Regions from separate parts of the Mus musculus genome. Here regions 1, 3 and 4 are each linked to region 2. Evidence: chromatin contacts called from public Hi-C and HiChIP or PLAC-seq data. All regions are on one chromosome and are shown on one strand. Each heading gives the region's core, a stretch centred on a gene start, on an enhancer-like site or on the middle of the called end of the contact. The rest is flanking DNA. Distances are from core to core; before and after follow the strand shown. Region 1 overlaps Gm41323 (a long non-coding RNA gene). Region 2 overlaps Samd12 (sterile alpha motif domain containing 12). Region 3 holds the start of Colec10 (collectin sub-family member 10). Region 4 has its middle 69 kb from the start of Gm41323.

The links. HiChIP or PLAC-seq counts read pairs in DNA pulled down with a chosen protein or histone mark. Hi-C and Micro-C count contacts between places; a contact is called where the count stands out from the background.
Region 1: a CTCF HiChIP or PLAC-seq map of the NIH/3T3 cell line shows a contact between it and region 2, with 9 read pairs. The contact joins two enhancer-like sites. A contact is called at or near these places in 2 of 15 datasets of contacts at CTCF or cohesin (the NIH/3T3 cell line and large pre-B cells) and 11 of 484 Hi-C or Micro-C datasets (the C2C12 cell line, adipose-derived mesenchymal stem cells, embryonic fibroblasts and 8 more).
Region 3: a contact with region 2 is called in a Hi-C map of embryonic fibroblasts, with 4 times the contacts expected there. The contact joins the promoter of Colec10 here to the enhancer-like site in region 2. A contact is called at or near these places in 11 of 39 promoter capture datasets (the 3T3-L1 cell line, 3T3-L1-derived adipocytes, the HPC-7 cell line and 7 more) and 3 of 484 Hi-C or Micro-C datasets (cerebellar granule neurons, embryonic fibroblasts and uterus).
Region 4: a contact with region 2 is called in a CTCF HiChIP or PLAC-seq map of the NIH/3T3 cell line, with 8 read pairs. The contact joins two enhancer-like sites. A contact is called at or near these places in 3 of 15 datasets of contacts at CTCF or cohesin (the NIH/3T3 cell line, large pre-B cells and pro-B cells) and 2 of 484 Hi-C or Micro-C datasets (adipose-derived mesenchymal stem cells and bone marrow-derived macrophages).

Annotation. Positions count from the first base shown.
Region 1 is chr15:52,921,020-52,924,379 of GRCm38.p6, forward strand. All of the region lies in intron 3 of Gm41323 (a long non-coding RNA gene), which reads right to left. Among named protein-coding and RNA genes, the nearest start is that of Gm41323, 11 kb to the right of the region's middle. Within about 2 kb of position 1,487, at least 18 of the 459 cell types and tissues checked have an H3K27ac peak or open chromatin away from gene starts, as enhancers often do. A contact at or near this core is called in the C2C12 cell line, the NIH/3T3 cell line, adipose-derived mesenchymal stem cells and 3 more, where this site is marked.
Region 2 is chr15:53,688,019-53,691,288 of GRCm38.p6, forward strand. The region is part of intron 3 of Samd12 (sterile alpha motif domain containing 12); the gene reads right to left. Among named protein-coding and RNA genes, the nearest start is that of Mir28c, 75 kb to the left of the region's middle. Within about 2 kb of position 1,378, at least 51 of the 459 cell types and tissues checked have an H3K27ac peak or open chromatin away from gene starts, as enhancers often do. A contact at or near this core is called in the C2C12 cell line, the NIH/3T3 cell line, adipose-derived mesenchymal stem cells and 4 more, where this site is marked.
Region 3 is chr15:54,409,507-54,413,260 of GRCm38.p6, forward strand. Colec10 (collectin sub-family member 10) reads left to right here and starts at 1,268. Exons shown (of 6, transcript NM_173422.3): 1 at 1,268-1,419. The coding sequence starts at 1,272.
Region 4 is chr15:53,000,495-53,003,770 of GRCm38.p6, forward strand. No RefSeq gene overlaps it. Among named protein-coding and RNA genes, the nearest start is that of Gm41323, 69 kb to the left of the region's middle. Within about 2 kb of position 1,642, at least 31 of the 459 cell types and tissues checked have an H3K27ac peak or open chromatin away from gene starts, as enhancers often do. A contact at or near this core is called in the NIH/3T3 cell line, where this site is marked.

The DNA.
Region 1 (3,360 bases), core at 237-2,736, 770 kb before region 2:
ACTTAATTGGCCACCTCAGAGGAGTTTCATAGACAAGAAGAATGAGAGAAATACCAGCAATGGAAGACCAACTCATGAGGCTTCAGAGAGGAACATGATCCTACTGGGATCTGGGCTAGAGGCCATTCAGGTGATATCCTGACAATCTGTCTTCATTCTGCTTCTATCCTGGGAACTTGAATGAGGCTGAACTTGAAAGAAACAGGTCAATGTGTTTTGCAGAGAAAATTTCAAGGCAGGATAGCATTCAGGTGGTCATATGGCAGTACTTCTTATTGTCATTATCCAGATCTATAATGAAATTGAGGTACAAGTCTGGCATTAAGAACATTTTAAAAGTATAGTTTGTTGAGGAAGAAAGCATGAGTTTAAAGCTAGAAAAGAGGTTGTAATTGTTAAAGAAACTAGACCTATTAAAGAGAAAGCCTCTGCTATATATGTTCTGGAACAATGAGAAACTTACCCTCAGGTCAAGACTCCACTGATCAAAAACTCAAACCTACTAAAATGCACATTTATTTGAAAAGAAAGAGTATAAATTGAGAATGTCATAAAAGGTGTTCCCTGTTGTAAACAACTGCCTAGGGAAGTAATTTTGCAGAAGCAGCCACCAAAGTATCTGCAGGCTTGCATAGTTTTTGGCAACAGAACTCAGTAGCTTCCTTCAAATAATATTGGTTTTGATGCAAGATTGAGGGGTTATGTGTCTTGTTATACAATTCCAGAGAGCTATTGAGGCTATGTATTGTATAGGGAGAGTTTAGGCCTAAAAGGGGGCCTTGAAAAACCATTACATGAAGTTGTGAAGGTTCAGCCTTGGTTTCCAAAGAGACTCCAGGATAGCAGAGATGCCAGGACCATGGGATTTCTACTGAAAAAAAAGGTATATACACAGAAAACAACTGGCCCAAAAGGAAGGATGTATGTGCTACAGGCACCAGAGTTGGAGGAATGGGGCTGGAGATGTACTATTACTAAAGTCCTTTGCATTCATGAAGATTCCAACAGGAGTCCCAGATTGCAGAGAGCTGAAGGATTTGGCGTTTCTCTCCTGGATCTTGGTCTTGATTTGGTGCAAGCTTTCTTTACTATGCCCCAATTCTCCCTTTGGGGGATGGGAATGTTTATTTTGTCCCACAGAATATTAAACCTATGCAACTTGTTCTTTACACTATGGGGACTAAAAATAAAGAGGTTGTCTTGAGTCTAAGGAGACTTTGTCCTTTGACCTTTGGCCAGTGTTAGTATAATGGGGACTGCTGGGACTTTTAAAGGTAGAACGTATGAATTTTGCTTCACTGCTTCATGGACACCAAGAGCAGCACATTGTATTGTGAATGTGAAATATGCACCACAAGGTCATGCCTTTGAGCATTTTGGTTTCAATACACATTTTTTTCAGTTGGCAGAGCTATTTGGGAATGTTGTTAAATCTTTAGGAGGCTGAACATCAATGGAGGATGTGAGTCACTGGGAGTAGGCCTTGAGATTTCATAGCCTCACTCCACTTCTTGTTTAGTCTCTCCACCTTCTTACTTCCTGTGCACTGTAATCAAATGCCTTCCACTTCTGCAGCCATATTTCTCTCACTGTGATTGACTACATCCTGAAACTGTAAGTCAAATGAGCCTTTACTTCTTCAAGTTGTTTTCTATTAGGTATGTGGTCATAACTGCATGCCAAATAAACAATACACATTTTTTCTGAAGTTTCAAGAAAGGAAAATGATACCAGTTATTTTCATTTTTGTGCAAATAGAACAGCATGTTCTGATGTGGTTGATCTAAATTTAGAGTGGCAGACCATTTCAATTTGTCCATGTCTCAGGAAACCCCTGAGACCCAAACAAGATACTTGATAACCTGTAAGCCAAAAGAATAAATTAGTAAACTAGGGTTCCCAGCAGCTCATTAATGGTAAAAATCTAAAATTTTCTGCCCTTTTCTAATAAAAGACAAATTTCTCTAAGGAAAGGACATTAACATTTTAGTAAAGATTACTTATCAAATAATTCCAGGTTATTCATTAATCTACATTTATTAATAGTATATTACATGGGATAAAGTTCTGGGGACATAAATAACCCAGACATTAAAGAAAGAAAAAAAAATAGTTTAGAGGGCGGGGGGAAGAAAAAACCAGGCATTGATATCAAAGCAAGATAGTTCCATAATTTTTTTGTCTGAGCACAAGAGTAGTACAGCACACACAAGGAATAAATCCTTAATGGCCTTAAATAAATAATGGCCTTGGGAGGACAGGACAGATTTCTGTGTAAGGGGAGGGTATTTGAGACCTGAGACAACCAGGAATTAATGAGGTAAGCAGTAAATGTAAAGGAAAGATAAGCCATGGAAGCAGAATATTGAAGTAATAATAGTCTCTGGGAGTTTATAACCAGCTTCCCTGGGGTGGAAGCTTTAAGGAATAGGTGATAGTAAAAAGTGGGCTCAATGAAAGTAGAAAGAGTTCACACTTTAGTGGAAAGCCTTAAATATAGAAGTGGGGCATGTGGAAATGAAATGTTGGCCAAAAGATTAAACCAAACAAATGGTGCCTCAAAAAGTTTAGGGAAACATGATTTTCTAAGGAAATAGTTAGGGAAGAGAATAGATACAGGTGACATGGAAAGATAGGAGATATGTAGCTGTCCAGCAGCCATGGGTGAAATAAGTACCTGAAAGGGAGGCTGGAAATAAAAAAGGATGGGTGTGTGAGAGAAGGATGGAGGCAAGACAAAGGTTTCTGATCAAGGCTCAAAGTTTTATTTTCAGCTCTGTGTTTAAATAGGGAAACCCCACAGACCCATCCTTTGTTTCAGCTGGATTGAATAGCAAAGCAAGCTCAACAGGCAGTCAACTCCTCAAAGCTCCAGTAGGAATTACAAATGCTGTCTCTTGTGGTGATGAACAGCAGTATGGAAGTATAAGCTGAATAACTCTTTCCTCCCCAATTTGCTTCGTGGTTATGACGTTTTGTCCAGGAATAGAAACCCTGACTAAGACAGCCCTAGTCTCCAAAATCAATCATCCTATTACTCTTGATTGTCCACTGTAACTAGATTGACAGAACCTGCTACTGAAGATATTATTTATTTTGAATGCAAGACATAAAAAAAAAAATCAACTCTACATTGACCAAAAACTATTTCCCTGATGGATAGATTTTATATATATAGTGTCACAAATTATTATGCAAGCTGCTGGGAAACAAAAGACATCAATGGTCTTATCCAGCCCTGAACACTGCATGTTATTATACGGTGCCACTAACAAGATGTGTTCACTGTTGCAGTAGTAGCATGAAGATTTTGGTGGTGTGGTGGTTTGAATATGGTTGGCTCATAGGGAGTAGTATTTT
Region 2 (3,270 bases), core at 128-2,627:
GAGTGGGGAATACCTTTATAGCTTTTCAGCATCAGTCTGAGAAATAGTCTACTTCATACCTAATCCATCTCAATTTAGCACACTTAGTATCTGACCTTTACTCTTACTCTGGAAGTCTTTGAATAGAATTCAACCAGCCCTTTCATTTTGAAATGTTAGGCTCAATATATATTCTATTACTAAAAGTAGCTTTATATTAAAGGGTGGGGTTCATGGTATAGATGAGGAAGACCACTGGAGACCCCTTAAATGGGGAGGTAATCCCTTCATATTTTCCATAAGCCTGCACTGCTAAGGTTAGGTTCTATCACCACAGAATGTCCCAGTGAATACTACGTACCTAAGGCCTAGCTAGCAGAGTGTTCTAGAGTTTGCAGGGACACTGACCAGGTCGATCACACTTCTGGAACAGAGAAGGACAGCAAGCTGATCAATTTAGAGTCCAGTGTGACTAAGGAGAAATTTCTTTTTAAAAGAATATTACTAGCGTCTCTCATCCCATCTCACGTAGCTGCACGAGTGGCGCTGTTCAGAGATGGTAGTTTTAAAAGGTGGGAACAGGAGCCTGATCGTAGGTCATTGTCATGTACCCTCAAGGTGACTGTGGAACCTCCGCCTTTGCCCAGCTTTGCTCTCTAGGTAAGTGATGCGTGGATGCTCTGTCCAGTGTTCCCCATCCTTTGGTCTACCCACAGAAGATCAAAGCAATGGGTCTGCCTACTTCTGTACTGAATCTTCAAAATGTGGGTCTAAACAAACCTTTTCTCTGCATATGTTAATTATCACTCTATAGAAAGCTATTGCAAAGCCAACTCTACCGTTAGTTGGTGTAACTGCTCCCCCTGGAGGAACTCAAGAGAACTGCAAACTACTCACCATCTAGTGTCCTGCCCACAAAGACTGAGGAGAAGTCTTTAGGACAAAGCAGGTAAATAATCCTTCGCAAATATTTCTTCCAAGGATAATTTCTCAAACAGATTGAGAACCACCACACAGCTCTGTATTTCAGATCTTTTATGTTTTAGTTTGTACCCTCCCAGAACAAGACAGATATAAAGATGCACACGGCCACCATGGCCATGCTTCCTTTTGCATTCGGATAATTTGAGGATAAACTACTTTAAAGGATAAAGATAACAAGATAATCCTTGAGTGTACATGTACATTATTAGGGATAATCAGTTACTTTATGTTATAAAAATAACAGAAAGGCAAAACCACTTTTTGACAAAAGGTTGTACTTAACTGGAAAAAAAAATTGACTAAAGGAGAATGTGTAGCTTCTGCTCTTTGTTCAAGATGAGCATACCAGGAAGGTGACTCTTGATGAGGTTTTGGTAGCATTACATTTCCTTCTAGCCTACGGCTTTTAGTAACCCATTCTAGGATAAACAGTCTCCATTCCTAAGTATGTTTTAAGGATGAGCTGTCCAATCTGCCCACACATGTGGAACAGCCAAGTCTCCTGGACACATTCCATGTGCAGAAGTGGCAGCTCTGACTCAAACTGTCTGCCTGTCCCGTGTGAGAGCGAAGAGAGGAAGAGAGGCCTTCCATGGCAGTTATGGTTCAATGTCATTCGTTCAGTGTGCCCCTTCCCTTCTCTCTGGATGGCTATTTTTTTTTCTTAGACATTCCCCACATCTCAGCAAAGCACAGACATCAGTGGACGGAGTTGTAAAAGGAAAAGGAGAAATCAGATTTTCTTTCTAGCAAATCAGGGAACCTGGGTTCACTAATTTAACAGCTCTACTGAAGTGGAAACAAAGACACAGTTACTCATCTTAACCAGTGCGATGACATTGAAAAGTGGGACGTAAAGAAAAACAGAAAACATTATAAGAATAGATTAGCATCCTGATTACTAACTACAGTAATTGTTACTATTAATTAAGCTAATAGATTAGGGAAAGAACTTTGACCAGACAATGCTTCCATCCCTACCGCCTCCCCCTCAACCCCTCCAAGTCAGGGAACATCACTCAAATTCTGGTACAGAATAATTAGTGACATTGCCCTTCTATTCAGTTGCCTCTAACAGGCCCTTGGGAGTCAGCTGGATTCAAAGAAACCTTTAAACGTGAACAGAATCAAATAGCCGAGACTGGGCTTCATCTAAAATAACATAGAGCTTGTTGAGCTAAATGGTACAGCTGCCAAAATTCCAGATTGTAGAGATTGTCCTAAGTGAAAATCAAACCATTTTCTGGCATACAGATTCATTTATTGAGGCTTGGCTAACCTGGCCAAGTGCTACTGAGGACAACCAACATATGATAGAATCAGAGGAGAACCTCTCAGCCAACAGGACCTTGCTTGACTTCTCCAGGCTTGCTTGCCCTCGCTGTAGCATCCATCTCAAATACGTACCATCGCCTCAAATACATACCATCTACATGCATTCGCAGAATCATCACTGAAGACTATTTGATTATGTAAAACTCCAATTTTATTTTAATGAGTTACCTACTGTGTTTGTATTTTGATTTTTTTCAGAACATTTGCATATTTAAAGAAGTGTTTAGAAATGTGGCCCATGATGTTTTTTGGGGGAAAAACTATGGATTAAGGAAAAAATGGAGCTCTGCAGAATGGGGTTAGTGAAGGAAACTACATTATGAGAGTCCTCCTAGTAACCACCCAGCTTCAGAACAGAGCTCCATTCTCGAACAATGAGTCCTGTCTCTTTCTTAGTCTTCTCTGTGTCTCCATTCTCCCGGAGCTGGCCCTCCAGTAATAGCTGGGCAAATGTTTATTGAGTAAATTAATGAGCACTAATTTAAAGATAATTGAACAATTAGTAGGTAATGAATGATTTGTAAATTAGCAATTTATAATAAATTACAAATTATTTGGTTAATCGGTAAATAATTAAACTTCAATAGAAATAGCTATGAGATATTCAGTAAGTAAACAAATGGACAACACAGAGGGAAAAAAAATCCTCTGAAAATGAAAGGACCAAAATATTGGATATTCACAATGAGGAGAAATGTTATTATTTTCTCACACTGTAAGATATAAGTAGATGCTGAAACAGAATTAGATAAATTAGTGTGAGTAGTGCAATTCACAGTATCATCTTGCATAATAACCTATTATTAACAATGATTTATTTAATATTCAACTGCTAAATGCCCAATTTAGGATCTTACTGTTTAAACATCTCTAGAGGATTTTGTATTCCAACTGCATGGCTCTGCAGACGAGGAATCTGAGACTCGTTTGGATGAACACCTGCCTTATGATGCCAGGCAAATGCACAGCTCA
Region 3 (3,754 bases), core at 18-2,517, 720 kb after region 2:
ATTATAGCAGAAAATAAGGTAGAGAGCACTTGATTGACAACTAATGTCGACTTCTTCACACAGGGCAGAGAGAGAGAGAGAGAGAGAGAGAGAGAGAGAGAGAGAGAGAGAGCGCACAGGGGAAGGAGGAGGAGGAAGAGGAGGGGGAAGAAGAGGAGGAAGATGGGGAAGAGGGAAAGGGGCTAGAAAGGAAGTGAGGGGTAGGGACATGGAAAGATACAGCGAAACACAAATTTTAAAAAGAATAGAAAAGGTCTTTTCAATGTAAATGACTGATTCTAATTTTCTAATAAGTTACAATCAAATCTAGACTGTTCATAGTGAAACACACTGTTAGATGAGAATACAGATATACAGAGAAATACAGGGACCTCGATCACCATAATGTCTACCCGTCTGTCTCAAATCCATACAGTCTATATAAAAATCATCTGTCATTTAAGAAATATAATTGGACACTTTCTCCACAATTAAGTAAAGAACTTGCTACAAACATCACACGCACATATTTGTATTTTACCATAACTTGTCAGCTATTATTGTGGAGAGAGACAAATCATATCTGTTCCTATCTTGTCCCATTTTCCAAATAAAGCTGTCTTCATTTTATGTTATTTCCTTGAGATAGTGTGCTAGAAGGACAAGTGCCAGACCATAATTATATGCATTTTTAATAGCTTTCATTCTTATTACCAGATTGACTTACAGAAAAAAATTCATTCATTTGGAGCTTACTCTCAGGGTAATTTATGCTCTCAAGAGAAAGAGGTATGTCATAGAAATTATTAACAACATCTGTGATCAACTGCCACATTCAGTCACGAGCACTCCATTATGAGAAACTCAAAGCCATGCCTGATGCTTGCAAAATGTGCAGAAATCTCAGGTCACAACCTCCCCATCACTCCCAGAATTCAACTCAATGCAAACTACAGAGCCAGCTGGAGGTCTAAGCACCAGTTAGCTCTGTACTCTCTGCTTATGGAGAGGTTTGCACTGACCTGAATATCTGAGTGTTTAGTTTAGAGATAATTTTCAATAAACTGTTGTCATTGGAAAAGAAACAGTCTGGACAATGTATGGTCCATTTGGGATCCTGAGAAAGTAAACAACCAAGGGAATGCCTCCTTGCTTGCCTTTGCAGCCATTTCTGGAATGTACTTTCCAGATACCTCCTTGTTTTAGTTTGTAGCAGAAGGTTTTACTTTAAAAAAAAAATAATGCTGTTTATTTCGTGTGTCTTGGAGACCCTCTGTTGAAGAATCACAGTCATGAATGGCTTTAGAGTCCTGCTTCGAAGCAACCTATCCATGCTGTTGCTGCTAGCTCTCTTGCACTTTCAGAGTCTGGGTCTGGATGTTGATAGTCGATCAGCTGCAGAAGTCTGTGCCACACATACCATTTCACCAGGACCTAAAGGTGAGGAAGAAACCTCAAATCTCATACAATATATGGATCTATTTCCTCGCCTCAAAGCCACCCTAGCTGCTGTGTGGCTTCTCTCCCCCTCCTTCTGAGTTTCCTCTGATTTCCTGTCTATTTTTCAAATCAGTAGACTATTAGTTATTTCCTATAGGCTTCCCTGGATTGTAAGTTAGAGAAGGTGGAAAAGGGTGGAATCCTAGGATAAAAGTGTGATGTCGAACACTGAGGACCCTGAGACCCTCTTCCAGTGCGTTTAGATGGGGGTGAGGATTCATAACCTTTTGGTTAGACCACTTTCCTTTATTCTAGAGCTGCCTTCCTTCTTCTCTTTCCTCACTCATATTGATTCTAAAGAGAAATTTAGCTAGGAGGCAAATTTTTTTTTCTAGAGTATATCTTTTGTAATTAATGGTTTCCTAAGTTCCAATGTGGAAGATTATTTTTAACTAAAGATCCAAAGTAGAATACAAACGAATATTTTTATTTGAAAGTGGAATCTCTGAGGTCAACTGCCTTCAGTGGAGAATGGTAAAATATTGCTTCCCCCCCTCCCCAAGTAGAGTCAAGGTCTAAGGTCCAAATCCCCTTCTAGCACTAGCTGTTGTTGATATTTTTTCCTTGGGTGGAGGGGTGGGCATGCAGTTAAATAAATCTGTTTTCCTTGTGTCAGCTCTTACCCTTTTGTTCTGAAAGTGGTCACTGCACTGCAGATTGGTTCTGTTCTATTAGTAATTCATGCTATGCTTCCTGAGGCTATTGGAAGGAAGAATTGTAGCTGCTAAAAAAATCTCAAATAGAAAAAAAAAAGATTTAAAAGAAGAAAGGCAGGAAAGAAACATGGCTCGATGCTTGTCAGTTATTTAAATGTGTATTGCTTAAAGTGCATTTTTCTTAATCATTGAATTAATTTTCTCCTGTGATTGCAATCCAGCTTCTAACCTTTGATACCATAAAATAAACGGAGGGAGTCACAGTGAGACCTTGGGGCTTCCAAATCATTTCCGTGGTGAATAAATGAATAATGTAAGGGCAAATGTTCAGAGAGGAAAGTTTTGGTTAGAAATAGTATTTACTGAAGTCTATTACTGGACCTTTCTCAGAATACAAGGAAATTGCATTTTCCCTGTGGTGTCCTGAAGACTGGATGTTAAAGTCTTCCTCAAATGTGCAACTGAGAGAATCTAGTTGATGGTTTTTTTCCCCCTTGAAGAAAAGCTGCAATTTTTACAATGGAATAAGAATGCACAAAAAGCTATTAATTAAATACCCTGAACATAACACATTCCCATCCAACAACTATGTCCTTTGCAATTCAACTACTAGACATTGACTGTATATTTTAAGTCCCCATCTTAGGCACAGCAGTACACTAAATATATTAGTGTCATAAGCAATAAAGAGATAAGTTGTTTTTCATAGGTTTTCTGAGAGGGTATTGAGTTGGGACCTGGGCATGATACTGCAGAGCAGATGACAACAGAAATTGTACTGACAGGAACAAGTCTGCCGAATGAGCTTAAGAAAAACATTCATTAGTTCTGGCTTTCCAAAGGCCACATGCAATATGGAGTAAAAATCTTAAATTTCTGCAAAATCAGCCAGGTACCACAACATTCAGGAGGTTGAAGCAGGGGAATTTCAAGTTGAGGATGACCCTCATCTACCTGATGAGAAGCAATGCAAGTTTTTATAAGAGAAAAAAAAAAAAACAAGGCATCTACCTTCCAAAAAATTAAACAACTTTATTTCATTTTATCCCTTCAACCTAGCGTGGAGTTTATTGAGAACCAGTAGCATCCATAAGTCTTCTTTAGTCATGTCTTCACCTAGTGCAAAGGTAGAGTCATCTTATTAGAGATTCAAGTACCGTTTTAAACTTCGGAAGCTGGCCTATCTTGCTGAGCCCAGAGAGAACTGTGAACAGATTCTAAGCTGGTGCAGAAGGGTAGAGCCACAAGCGTGCCTTGAAGGAGGAGCTGAGACAGTGCCTCAGAACACCGCGTTTCATGGTCTCACATCTTCTAGATGCGGATATGGTTTCCTCTAGTGGAGCATGTAGTCTTCACACCACAGGCGTTCTATGTTTCCTTCTCAGTAAAGAGATTCCATGATTCCGGATCACACTGAATATTTCCCAAGTTCTAGGCTCCAAATGTTATCTAACACAGGTTTGAGGTAAGATAAAGATTTCATCTCAGGACTTGTCTCTAGGTAGCAAGCTTGGAAATGGATTACAAGCTCTGGCTGAGCTCCTAGTTGACTTGTATCGGCCTTCACAGTGGAGTAACCTCTGTATGTGTATTGATGCCTTTCCTCTGTTCTAGGCACA
Region 4 (3,276 bases), core at 392-2,891, 690 kb before region 2:
ATGCCAAGCAAAGTCAGAATCAAGTATATCCATCACTCAACTAAAAGCACACTGGAACGGAGGACACGGTCAACCAGAGAGCATCTCTGAGCAGGGGTTGCTCTGGCGGGTATCTGATGGAGACACTGCTTTGTCATGCTTCTAAAGAGAATATAAGCAGACAGCCTCACAGTCTCGCAGGGAGAAATACTTCCAATTCTAGGAGTCAGCGCAGAGGAAAGACAAAGCAGACCACCCACAGCAACGATGCTATGTTATAATCCCCTCATCTGTCACCAGCATTCATACATTGACCTTGCCTTTAGCCTTCCTGGAGCTGGATCAGGTGCTCCATGCTACAGTTGGTGGAAACAGATATCACATGTCTATTCACTCACAGTAAGTCATGTAGCCTGAGAACTCCTGAAATGGTCTCTCCTTGATTTCTCAATCACCAGTGCACATAACTTCTCCAAATCAAAGCACCAGTAACAAAAGCCAGCCACGGGAGTCGAGTCAGGAGTTAGAGTGAGGCTGGGACTTCTGCCCTTTCCTCTTCATTTCCACTTTGTTTTATAAGCTAATGAGTGCATAATTTCCTTTGCCAGGATCTTCTGAAGGGTGTTTTGATTTTGGGTTAAGTTACCAAGGAGATTCTGAAACAGAAGGTGAACAAATCCTTTACTCACGGACACAAGGAAAGCTTGGGATAGTCCTCATTTGCTCCATCAGCCCCACTTCTCATATTTATATTTGAACTGCCATAGCCTGGGTTCTCATGGAGAAGAAGGACACTGGAATGTGCAGTAATGAGATAGACCTCTTCCTTCTAAAGCAAAGCAATCTACCTGTCCCATAAAGCTGACTGTGCTGCTAAAACATAGTGGCGGGGAAAGATGCCAAAATAAATCATTCACGAGATTTAAAGATGCTCCCCAAAGGAAGTGCTCTCTCATGAGGATAGTTAGAATATCTACCTGCCATTGAAGGATATGCAAGCCGCCCCTTACACCAATGTGAGCCTCTTGTAACCAGGGAGGGTCACAGAGATTCAATTCCATAAAAAGCAGCTTGTAAAAATAAAATTCAATTCTTGGCTTGTGTTGCAACACTTCCTCTGTTCCAAACTTAATACTGGAGCCACCCACAGGACCGCTGTCACAGCCAAATACAGTAGGGAATCAAGTCTTCTCACAGGAGGCCATCAAGAAGAGCCCCACTGCCAGCATCAGGTAACAGTACAAACAGGCTGTGGAGGCCCCAGAGCAGGATCGCTGTGTTTGCCTCATCTTGACAAGCCAGAGATGCTCTACAGGCCTTCTCAAAGTATTATTCATAAATATAATACTGTAGACCACAGAGACAGCTATTCCCTGGCACTCAGAACTTCTGACTCTGGAGGAAGCAATTCTCAGTTTGCCAGACTCTGTGAACCCAAAATGATGACCACAGAGAAAAAGACCTCTCATGTGATCTCTGTCTAACCCATAGTACTCATTCAGTTGCCGTGATGTATTTGCTCTCCTGTATAATTTACTAATGTTATCCAAATATAATTCTTCTCTTCTCAGCTAGACAGTAAATTATATGACGTCAGATACCGTCCAGCCCCAGACATCAACTTTAAGCTATTAGAACCAACCTCCTTAAACAAACTTCACATCATTTGCCTTCAAAGAGAGAACTGTATTCCAATATGTTGCATCATTCATGCCACAGTCATGATTCATTTGCTCTAATTTATATCATTTCTTGCTCCCTGAGCTGTTTTTCTCTTTTAATATTTCTCAATCTTCCTTCTTGTAAATGATCTAGTCTTGCTTCTTATATTAGCCTTGAACATGAGAATTTTCCGAGCATCTAACAAGAGAGCTGGCTCTGAAGACAAACATCCTGAATCTAAATCCTAATACCATTATGATGGTTTGTATATTCTTGGGCCAGGAGTGCCACTATTATGAGGTATGGCATTGTTGGAATAGGTGTGTAACTGGGGACATGGGCTTTAATACCCTAGTCCTAGCTGCCTGGAAGCCAGTCTTCTAGTAGCTTTCAGACAAAGATGTAGAACTTTCAGCTCCTCTTGCACCATATCTGCCTAGATACTGCTATGCTTCTGCCTTGATGATAATGGACTGAACCTCTGAACCTGTAAGCCAGCCCCAATTATATATTGTCTTTAAAAGAGTTGCCTTGGGCATGGTATTTGTCCATAGCAGTAAACCCTAATGATAACAAACACCATTTATCAACAAAGTGATCCTAGGAAAGTTATTTTAGTTTATGTAACCTTAGTTTTCTCAGCAATAAAATGATATCCATAACAGCACCTATTTTCTTGAATTGAGCAGATAAAATGGCTTTTTAAGCAAGACAATCTGAGTAATACCCAATACTATAGATGTGTTCAATAATTATCATAAGTTGAACAATTTTTGGCCCTTCACTGGCCATGTGGATGCTTTAATGTTTAGTGGACGTAACAATATTCAGTGTAGCTTGTCTCCCAGATAGTTTACACATGATAATCTACTCCAGGATTACTCCAAAAGATGGAAGAGACCACCTCCTCTTCTCTTACACAAACAGGACATCCTCTGCCTGATACAGAGAAAGTTTAGTGTGAACATCGTCTCATCTGGTGATTGATTTCTTGTGGGTCCCAGATTTATTAAATGGAGCACCACAGAGCTTTAGTAAAATTAAACACAAAAGAGTCTTCTTTTCCCCTATAGATTGATTTTCTATCAAAGAAACACCTAACTTGTGCTTCTCTGCACACTTAACACTTACAAGTATGCCATAACATTTCCTATACATCCAATCATGGTCTCCACCCTTGAGTGGACAGCAACTAGGACTTTTTTTTTTTTAGTATCATTATTTTGCCTCTTTTTTTTACTAGATATTTTCTTTATTTACATTTCATATGTTATCCCCTTTCTTGATTTCCCCTCTGAAAGCCCCATATCCCATCACTCCTCCCCCTGTTCACCCACTCCCGCCTCCCTATTCTGGCATTCCCATATACTGGGGCATCGAGCCTTCACAGGACCAAGAGCCTCTCCTCCCATTGGTGTCAGACAAGGCCTTCCTCAATTACATATGCAGCTGGAGCCCTGGGTCCCTCCATGTGTACTTTTTGGTTGGTGGTTTAGTCCCTGGGAGTTCTGGGGGTACTGGTTAGTTCATATTGTTGTTCCTCCTATGGGGCTGCAAACCCCTTCAGCTCCTTGGGTCCTTTCTCTAGCTCCTCTGTTGGGTCCAATGGTTGACTGCAAGCATCCACTTCTGTAT